Regions from separate parts of the Oryza sativa genome. Here region 2 is linked to region 1. The links are chromatin contacts, called in public HiCAR-type maps. All regions are on one chromosome and are shown on one strand. Each heading gives the region's core, a stretch centred on a gene start, on an enhancer-like site or on the middle of the called end of the contact. The rest is flanking DNA. Distances are from core to core; before and after follow the strand shown.

Region 1 (4,737 bases), core at 802-3,301:
AAAGCGTCTAACTTCATCTGGAGTAAGCTCATTAGGATCTGTCTTTGAGATTCCAAGCTTTATCAGGCGTCTGAGCATTACATCAGCAAAGCGCCTCTTTCCTTCTTTGTTTGGCGGACATAGTCTATTGAACAGCGCTTTGTCTGATTGTGAAGCCTCATGGAAAATCCTTGTATCGATAGCAGCAGCAAGAAGATTGTTTGCAGCTGTAATTGCATGGATATCTCCTGTAAGATGAAGATTGAACTCATCCATGGGTATGACTTGGCTGTAGCCACCTCCAGCAGCACCCCCCTTGATTCCAAAAGTAGGCCCTTGTGATGGTTGACGGAGGCAAGTGACAACCTATAATAGCAACATTAATATTGAGTAAAGTAGTAAAGCATATCAATAACATAATATATACTCTATAAAAAAATAAACATAATATGTACATCGATATGTCAATCGTTTCAATATGCTCTGGAATGCATAATATACTCTATGTATCAGTATCAACATTCGCCACTTATACTACGTTCATGATGGTTAGAGACATATAAAGAACCATGCAGTCTATCATGACTGTTACAAGAAACAAATAAAGTCATCCCAGACCCCCAGAACAGAGCATTGTATCAAGTATTTAAACATTAGGATTTTGTTTTTCCTGAAAATTGCTTGGTGAGAGAGAATTTATCAACATGACTCTTGCAGGCAAATATAAATAAACACAGAGAGTTCAGTTCTACCATGGAGTTCTGACAATGCACCAATGAAGATTTGATATTAATAAGTTTGACAAATAAATCAAACCAAACTGACAGAATTCTTGATTCCACTAGACCACTGCAGAATTTAAAAAGGACAGTGCCTGCATCCAATATACAGGTGCTAGTGTGCTACTACGACAGCATAAAAAGACTTAAATCTAATCAACAAAGCTCACAGGCTGATACTATTGTGCCAAGCAAACTGATTGTTTACCTCAACACCAATCACAAACTTTATCTATAACCAATAAGTAACCAAGATACCCTGTCGATTATAGAACAAGCGAAAGTGGCATGGAAAGCCTCTCACCTTTTTATCAAGAAACGCACCCAGCGCCTGGCACAGCCCAACGGTGGTGGTCGACTTGCCCTCCCCGAGCGGCGTCGGCGTGATGCCGCCGACCACCACGTAGTACCCATCCTGCTGCCCTTTCAACTCATCAAGAACAGACAGCAACACCTGCAAAAAAGAACAAGCGAAAAAAAAAATCATCAACAAATCGCATCGCATCGCGCGACAACCCAATCCGCATCTTTGGAAGCGGCGCACGCACCTTGGCCTTGTACTTGCCGTAGAGATCGAAGTGCTCGGGGCGCAGGCCGAGCTCCGCGGCGATGTCGGCGATGGGGAGCGGCGAGACGGCGTTGGCGATGTCGATGTCCGCCGGCACCGGCGACGCCACGTCCAGCCTCCGGATCGTCGGGCTCGGCTTCGGCGTCGTCATCGGCACCACCAGCGGCGGCGGCAGCGGCGGCGCGACGGCGGCGCTGGATCTCACACGCAGCGAGCGGTGGTGGTGGTTCGAGTGCGAGAGCGGCGGATGCGAGACGACTGAATGGCAATTGTTTATTGCCGCACGACGACGATGGCATTTGATAATCGAGGATAAAGATTTCGGATAATTGGTTGGTGGGACAGACACATCCATGACGCAAACACCTCCCCCAAATAATACAGCCACAAAACCCCTCAAATATCCCACCTTTTTCACTTCAAGATTACCAAGAACCCTCAAATTCCTAACCTTTTTCACTGCAAGATATTTGGGGCCAACACCAAGAAACACTTCTCACTGTACTGAGCTTTATACCCTTCCTGTGCAGCCCCAATTCTTCGGGAGTTGTGGATCTGGGTTTTGGGAGGATGGCAGGGGTTTTGGCTGCTCTTATCTTGGATTGGTTGGATGGAAAATGGACTGCAATCCACAGGAGAAGATAAGGGTTTTTTGTGTGGAGATGCGGATGTGAGCGATGATGATGTTGTTGCTGGGTTGCAAACGGTGATGCGTGCACAAGATTGGGGCTTTTGAAAGAGCCAAGTGTGTGCTCTTTTTATAGGTGATTTTGCTTGAGATTTTGGGAACAGTTCATGAACATTGCATGTGAAAAAACTCTACTGGCGTGCACGTAATGCAGTGGGTGAAAAGAAAAAAAAAAGGAACTTTTTTCCCTTTCTCTTCTTGTCTTCGTTGAACATTGCTGTAAGCCTGTAACTGCATTGGAGTTGATATGATCAGTGAGCTGTAGGACACATCATCTCTGGATTTTGCTGTGACAAAAAGAGGATCTCATGTCCCAACCACACTCAAGAAAAAGCAAGTAATGGGACGAACAATCTGGTAGAGAGTGGTCCAAACCACGTCCGTTTTGCTTGGTTTGTAAGCGTGATTCCCTTGGATTTTGAGGTTTTGGGGAGGTCAATTCCCCTGGGTTTTGAAGGGTTTAGGGGTTCATTCACGAGGGCATTGAGGCAGATAAGAAATGCTAGCCAACCATGCTCCATGCATAGGGAGACGCCTTCTTTTTCTAATCCTGGATTAGGGATGCCATGGTCCATGGCATGCATTACCAGACGAGTTGGTCAACTCATGCCGTTTGATCCGGGCGATTTGGATCTTGGGACAATGAGGCCCGTTGGTTTACTCTGAATTTTTTCCTTGGTGAAGCCCAACTGAAAAGTTAGGCCTAACAGTTTGATCTGACGTTCGATGGGCTGTTCTACTTCTATCCCACCGATAAGGGCTAAGAAACATAAAGAACCATTTATTTAAATTTGTTAATAAAATTCAAAATAGAAGTTTCAGAAATATCATTGTACTATCTGAGAATTAAGCCTCACGAATCAACAACATACGGCAATCTTTTTTTTTATCTCCCAACGTTCTCGATGGTACTGAGCAAATTGAGCCAATGTAAAATGTTACAGTACCATTAACAAAAATAACAACCAAAATTCACTATGTAGTATTGACATGCATACAAATCAAACGAAATGAATCGGATCAAAGAATGGTGAACATCCAGCAAGCAACAGGAGCAATATATCATCCATTTTAGCTCCGCGTACTTGTCGCAACAAATCAATTCAAACACTGGCACCTCTCCTCTCTCAATCCTTCTTCCGGCCATCGACGACGGCCACCACGGGCGACGGCTCCCCGCCGGCGGGCATGTCGGAGAGCGCGGCGAGCATGCGGCGGACGGCGCTGACGGAGCGCGCCGGCCGCCGCGGGGCGCCGCCGCCCTGCAGGCTCTGGGCCCTGGAGAAGACGTCCGACGACTGCGCGAGGATGAGGTACACCAGCGCCTGCACCAGCACGAACACCCACATCTTCACCAGCGCCTCGTGCGAGCTCGCCGCCGCCTCCATTGCCGGACACACTCTTCTTCTCGAGCTCCGGTGACACAAACGTACGCAACAAGTGCGAGAGCAGATCAATCAACTTATCAACCGAATCTTCGATCTTCTTCTGCTGCTGCTGCTGCTGATGCTTGTGTGATTGATTTGTGTGGGGGAGGATCGGATTGAAGCTTTATATATATAGACGTCGATCGACGACGTACGGTCGCCGGGTTTGACCGTGGCCGGAGGCCGGAGGCGAGCGTTCAGAGTGTGCAGAGATGCTTCCAAGGCGATGGCGAGTTGAAGTGTTCGACGTGCGCACGAGTTCGCATTGGTGCGCGTCGTCGTCACGCGTTCGGTGAAAAAGTATATCGAGTTTGGCGCGGCCGTCACGGGTGAACTCGCTACGTGAGCCGGTGGTGGTTGTTTCGCGGGTCAATGGTCCTCCCTGTCACTGGGATTAGAATGCAGGGGAAAAATACTACTCCATCCGTAATATTTGACGCCGTTGATTTTTTAAACATGTTTGATCGTTCATTTTATTAATTTTTTTATTAATTCTTTTTCTATCCTTTGATTCATTGTTAAATATATTTTTATGTATACATATATTTTTACATATTTAAAGAGAAATTTGAATAAGACGAACGGTCAAACATATTTAAAAAAGTTAACTACGTCGAATATTTAGAGACGGAGGAAGTACCTTTTTGGCATATATGTTTATTTTTTAAATTTGTTTGACTGTTCGTATAAAAAATAAACAAATGTATAAGACATGCTGAAGGGTACTTTTGGTGTAGTAGATCTAATGTTACTCTTTTCACTTTACTTATAACTAAGTGAATAAATATTTTTGTTAAACTCTGAGAGAAAAAGTCAACAATATCGTAGTTTACAAAATCGTCTGTAATTGTCCAAGCAACTTTATATAGTGCACAATTGTTTTCACATATCTATGAATGTACCCCCTCAATATATACTCAAAGAGATGAAAACCACGATTAAATCTTGACATCACTAAAATCCTATTGAAAAAGGCGTTGTGGAGACTAGATAATTAATAGTCTTTTAAGTGGCCTGCTACTTTCTTCGATTGGCCAGCCACTATCTCCAAACGTTGACAACATGCTAAAGAAATGGAAACCATAGTCAAATCCTAGCATCATTAAAATCCTATTGAAAAGGTATTGTCAAGCTCGGACAACTGATAGCGATTTTCAGTGACCTGCCACTGTATCCAAACTTCATTAGCAATCGGCAGTAGAAACGCAATGGCAAAGCCTGGTTTGCCTCCTAATCAATATGGGAGCTGGCTTGGACATATGTGCAATATCTGTAGATATAGATGGCCATGTGGGC
Region 2 (4,737 bases), core at 1,165-3,664, 37 kb before region 1:
AGATAGACAAACATTTTTTTTTTCCGGGAGGTTAAACTCATGTTGAAAATCCTTCAAAACACCTATGATTTGAGACGAACTTAAGGAATTCCAAAGTAATTTTGCGTCCCTTTGTTCCAAATGATTATATAGCTAGGAATCCTTTCCCTACGAATATAAACCTTTGAAATTCATCCAAAATTCATTTGTAACGAAGGAGTCCTAAACATATCATACTCAGCATGCCCTGCTTCAAGTTAGTAGTTCAGGCCCTATTTGAAATGCATGGATGGTAAAACATATGAAGAGAAAAAATACATGGTGGTAGAAATGCATGTGCAAAATGGAGTATTAGAAAACATAGGAATAAACCATTTGGAATGACCATTTTAAATTATAGAAATTGGATGAGAAAAATAGACTCAAAAATAAGAAGTTGAAGGTACGACAAACTTTTCTTAAAAATTATGTATGCATTATGCTATTCCTCTGAAATTTTTACATGGATTTGGAAATCTCCCATCCTTGGTTTCAAAGAACTCAAATAGAAAAAATTTCTATAGGAATGGAATCATGTAAATTCATTCACAAATCCTTGGTTTCAAAGGAGAACTCGATGGATGAAACAACAAATTCCTACTGAAGAAAAAAGTTAAGGGCCCCTTTGAATCGTAGGAATGAAAAAACAGAGAAATAGAAAAAACACAGGATTCTGACAGGAATACAATTGTAAAACAAAGGATTGCAAAACACAGTAAAACATAGGAATGGCCGTTTGATTGGACCAAAGGAAAAACGCAGGAATCAGATGAGAGAGATAGACTCAGAGGAAATGTTCCAATAGGTTAGACCTCTTGCAAACTTTCCTCCAAAATGTGTGTAGGATTACCCATTTCATAGGAATTTTAAAGGATTGTATATGATTCAATCCTTTGTTTCAAAGGTCTTCATAGGATTTTTTTTCTATAGGATTAAAATCCTTCAAAATTCCTACATTTTTTTCTACAGATCAAAGGGACCTAAAAGGGCAATATCACAGAATTTTTTTTAAAAAATGTTCGATTTCCCTACTTGAACATCAGTGCGTGTCCTACTGTACTTCAGCATTTCGAAGCAAAAGAGGGCATACAGTTTGGTACAGTAGCCTTTCACATGATTGGAGAGGTGAATGCCCATTTGTCCCCACCACCGTCGGCTTTTGCTTTTGCGATTGGCATGCCCCCCGCACGCAGCAGCAGGCGCGGCGCACCGCAGGGCAGCAGCCGCAGCAGTACACAGTCACCCTGTCCTCGGTAACCGGACGGCGACGAGTCGTCGACGACGGCGAGCCCTGTGCCCCGATCGATGGATGGAACGGCGAGCGAATCGCGCCCAAAAGATCTTGCCAATCAAAGCAACCCGACGGGACCGCGCCCCCCCCCCCCCCCCCCCCGGGTTCACATCGTCTGCCGTTTTGGCTGACGGCAAACATTACCGTTGCATTCATCCCTGCCACATATCTTTTTATCAACGGATGCATGCAGTGGTTCCACCATTTATGATTAATTAGGGACTACTAATCAGCAGAATCACTTATTTCTCTTTCAAAGAAAATCAGCAAATAGAATCTCAGGGGCAAATCGCGCGAGAACAAAAGTAGAGCTGAGGGAAAGCTCATGCTTTTTGACGCCAAGAAAATGGATCGACTGACAGAAGCAGAGCAGAGCAGAGCAAAATACTACAGCTAAGCAAGCTTCTGTTATACTAAGAAGCTATTCAAATACTTGAACAATAGTATATGTCTTATAAAATATTTAAGTATTCATTTGACAAAAATAGCATTGCTGCACTACTACTATATCCCAGATAGAGTATTTTTCATCCAAAAACTAGCAGCGAAATGAAGCTACTGATGAAATTCTTCATAATACAACTCTCATCCATCTGATAAAAGATTTTGTTGTTCTGGTTCTGCTGTTCCTGGGTGAATAGACATTTGGTGTCGATCCATATTCTTGGCGCCAAAAAGCAGGAGCTGTCCCTCTGCTCTGCTTTTGTTCTCGCGCGCTTTGCCGCTGAGATTCTATTTGCTGATTTTTTGGAAAGAGAAATAAGTGATTCTATATGCTTTTGTTGACAGAAGGATGTGTGGCAGGGATGAAGGCAACGGCAATGTTTGCCGTCAGCCAAAACGCCGTCAGCCAAAACGGCAGACGATGTGAAACCCACCCCCCCCCCCCTCTTCCCCCCTCTCTGCCGGTGTGCGTAGTGCATCACCCCGTGCGATCGATCGATGGCACGACGAGCCGAGCCGCCGGGTGCGGAGAGCCGGAGACCGTGCGCTGGGGTGGGGGCGACGCGTCTCGGTGCCCGTGCCCCTCATGCGTCACCTGTGCTCCCTAGCTAGGAGTACCACTCGTAGCAGTAGCGTTGGGCCCCTTGGTTATTTCGATCTCCTCCCGATCTCTTCCTCTCTCTAGTCTACGTCGTGTCCGTCTCAGTCTGACTCGGTGTCTAATCGCTGGGCATGAGGGCTCGATTGCTGCATGACTTCAATAATTGCCGCTGCTACTACTACTCCCCCCACCGGTGCGTCGCGTGTGCGTGGCAAGCCCAGCCGTGGAGGGTCCATGCATCGTCGTTCGACATGCTCACAAAGTTGTGGATCCGGATCGTCTGCAGTACCGCAGAGGGGTACTGTTTATGTGAGAGGAACAGTGAATTAATGCCATGAACAGTGTCTCTTTACTGTAGCTACAGGACCTAAAACACTGTTGAGTACTGTTTGGTACTGTGCTGAATTTACTGTAGCGAAAAATCTGATCCTTTCACTCTCGATCGGACGGTCCACAGTGATCTTAATGCGCAGCACTGTTCATCCTCTGCATTAGTACCTCTAATGCAGAGGATCCGAATTCCAAAGTTGTTGGGGGGTTTAGCACCAGTGCGTGTGTGTCCGGTTTTGAGACCACTCCATTCAATTGCATGCATCAATGCGTGTAGAGTGATGGAAGTTTTCGATGAGGTATTGATGAGAATTATGCGCGCCACAGGGGGGCGTGCCAATCAAATACATGTACTCCCTCCGTCTCACGATATAAGCGATTTTAAGTTTTTTCTTCTAATATTTGACCACTCGTCTTATTCAAATTCTTTTTACAAATATAAAAAACGAAAAGTTATGCTTAAAATACTGTAGATAATAAAGTAAGTCACAAATAAAATAAATAATAATTTTAAAATTTTTTGAATAAGACGAGTAGTCAAACATTACAAGAAAAACTCAAAATCCCTTATATTATGGGACAAAGGGAATATAATTAAAGTGCCTGGTTTATGTACTAATGTTACTATACGAAAACATAAATTTCGTTGCAAGCAGCAAGCGCAAGTACCGGATACTCATAAGAGCAGGTACAATACCAAGCTATAAGCTAGCTATAACCACATATCGAGAATAAAAGAGAAGAGAGAGTAGAAAACGGACTACAAATTTGTAGCCGGCTACAACAAAGACTCCAAGACGTTATGTGTGTATGAGATGTGGGACCGGGTATTAATGTCGTACTATATTTTTTATAGATAACTATTATATGAATGGACTATTAGATTAACTATAGATGATTTATATCCAGCAGTTGGCTATACTATTGAACTTGCTCTAATGCAGAGGACGTAGTACCCGTTAGAGCACCCGCAATGGTAAAGTAAGGTGCTATCTATAAAACATGTACATCTCAGCAATAGACTAAATTAATAGTAAACCACTTCAATGGTATGTCTACATGGGTATCTATAGCTCTCTAATCAATTGCCTCGTTTTTTTCTATAGACTATCTCCAGATTAGTAGATAGCTTTGCTCTCTCTCTTCATTTAATCTCTTCCAAGTAGGAAAATATGCTGACATGGATATCTTGTAGAGAGCCTATAGATAACCATTGCGGGTGCCCTTAGTAGTAGTGGCGTTATTTCGCTGCAGCGTGGGATCGCCTGCGTGCGTGTATACGTATACGAGCGTCGTACTGTGCAAGCGAGATGAAGATCGTGCCTCCATTAACGGCTCGTACTGTGTCGTGCAGCCGTACAGGTACACCGAACTGGCTGTGACCTGACCTCTGAGGCTGCGTTCTTTCTTCTTCTCAACAGTGATTACGGAAAACGGAGCGATCCATTAGCACATGATTAATTAAGTATCTGCTATTCTTTTTTAAAAAAATGGACTAATATGATTTTTTTAAGTAACTTTCGTATAGAAACTTTTTACAGAAAAATGCACCGTTTAGTAGTTTGAAAAGCGTGCTAACGGAAAACGAGGAGGACTATCCTGAAAAGAACGCAGCCTGAGTGCTCGCACTGTAGAGTGCCTCCGTCTTAAAAAAAAAAGATAAACCCTGATTTCCGTGTCCAATTTTGACTGTCCGTTTTATATCCGTTTTATATGAACTTTATTTATAATTCGTATTTTTATTGTTGTTAGATGATAAAACATAATTAATATTTTATGCGTAACTTGTCTTTTTAATTTTTTTCATAATTTTTTTAAATAAGACGGACGGTCAAACATTGGGCACGGAAACTAGTGTTTATCCCTTTTTTTTTTTTTTTGACGGAGGGAGTAGTAGGCTCACCGTGAACGCGTGAGCCACACCAGCTCGAAAAATGAAGCCGCGGGTTTACCATGACGCGAGGCTGGGGCTCGACAACAAACAGTGGCGCGTGCAGGCGGCCCGTCGGACAGGAGCAAAACAGACGGAAGCTTTGCAAGCGCGCCAGCAATC

What was found. HiCAR-type assays count read pairs that join an accessible place to other places.
Region 2: a contact with region 1 is called in a HiCAR-type map of leaf, with 2.8 times the contacts expected there. The contact joins the enhancer-like site here to the promoter of LOC4347204 in region 1. A contact is called at or near these places in 11 of 15 Hi-C or Micro-C datasets (leaf, leaf mesophyll, panicle and 2 more) and 4 of 4 datasets of contacts at active chromatin or transcription factors (leaf and seedling).

What each region holds. Positions count from the first base shown.
Region 1 is chr9:21,031,987-21,036,723 of ASM3414082v1, reverse strand. LOC4347204 (formate--tetrahydrofolate ligase) reads right to left here and starts at 2,051. Exons shown (of 5, transcript XM_015756624.2): 1 at 1,307-2,051; 2 at 1,063-1,212; 3 at 1-345. The coding sequence starts at 1,681. It overlaps LOC107278616, which reads right to left and starts at 3,702. Exons shown (of 1, transcript XM_015755916.3): 1 at 2,935-3,702. The coding sequence starts at 3,402. The coding sequence ends at 3,142.
Region 2 is chr9:21,068,943-21,073,679 of ASM3414082v1, reverse strand. No RefSeq gene overlaps it. Among protein-coding and RNA genes, the nearest start is that of LOC4347205, 15 kb to the right of the region's middle. Within about 2 kb of position 2,414, at least 15 of the 15 cell types and tissues checked have open chromatin away from gene starts, as enhancers often do. A contact at or near this core is called in leaf, panicle and seedling, where this site is marked.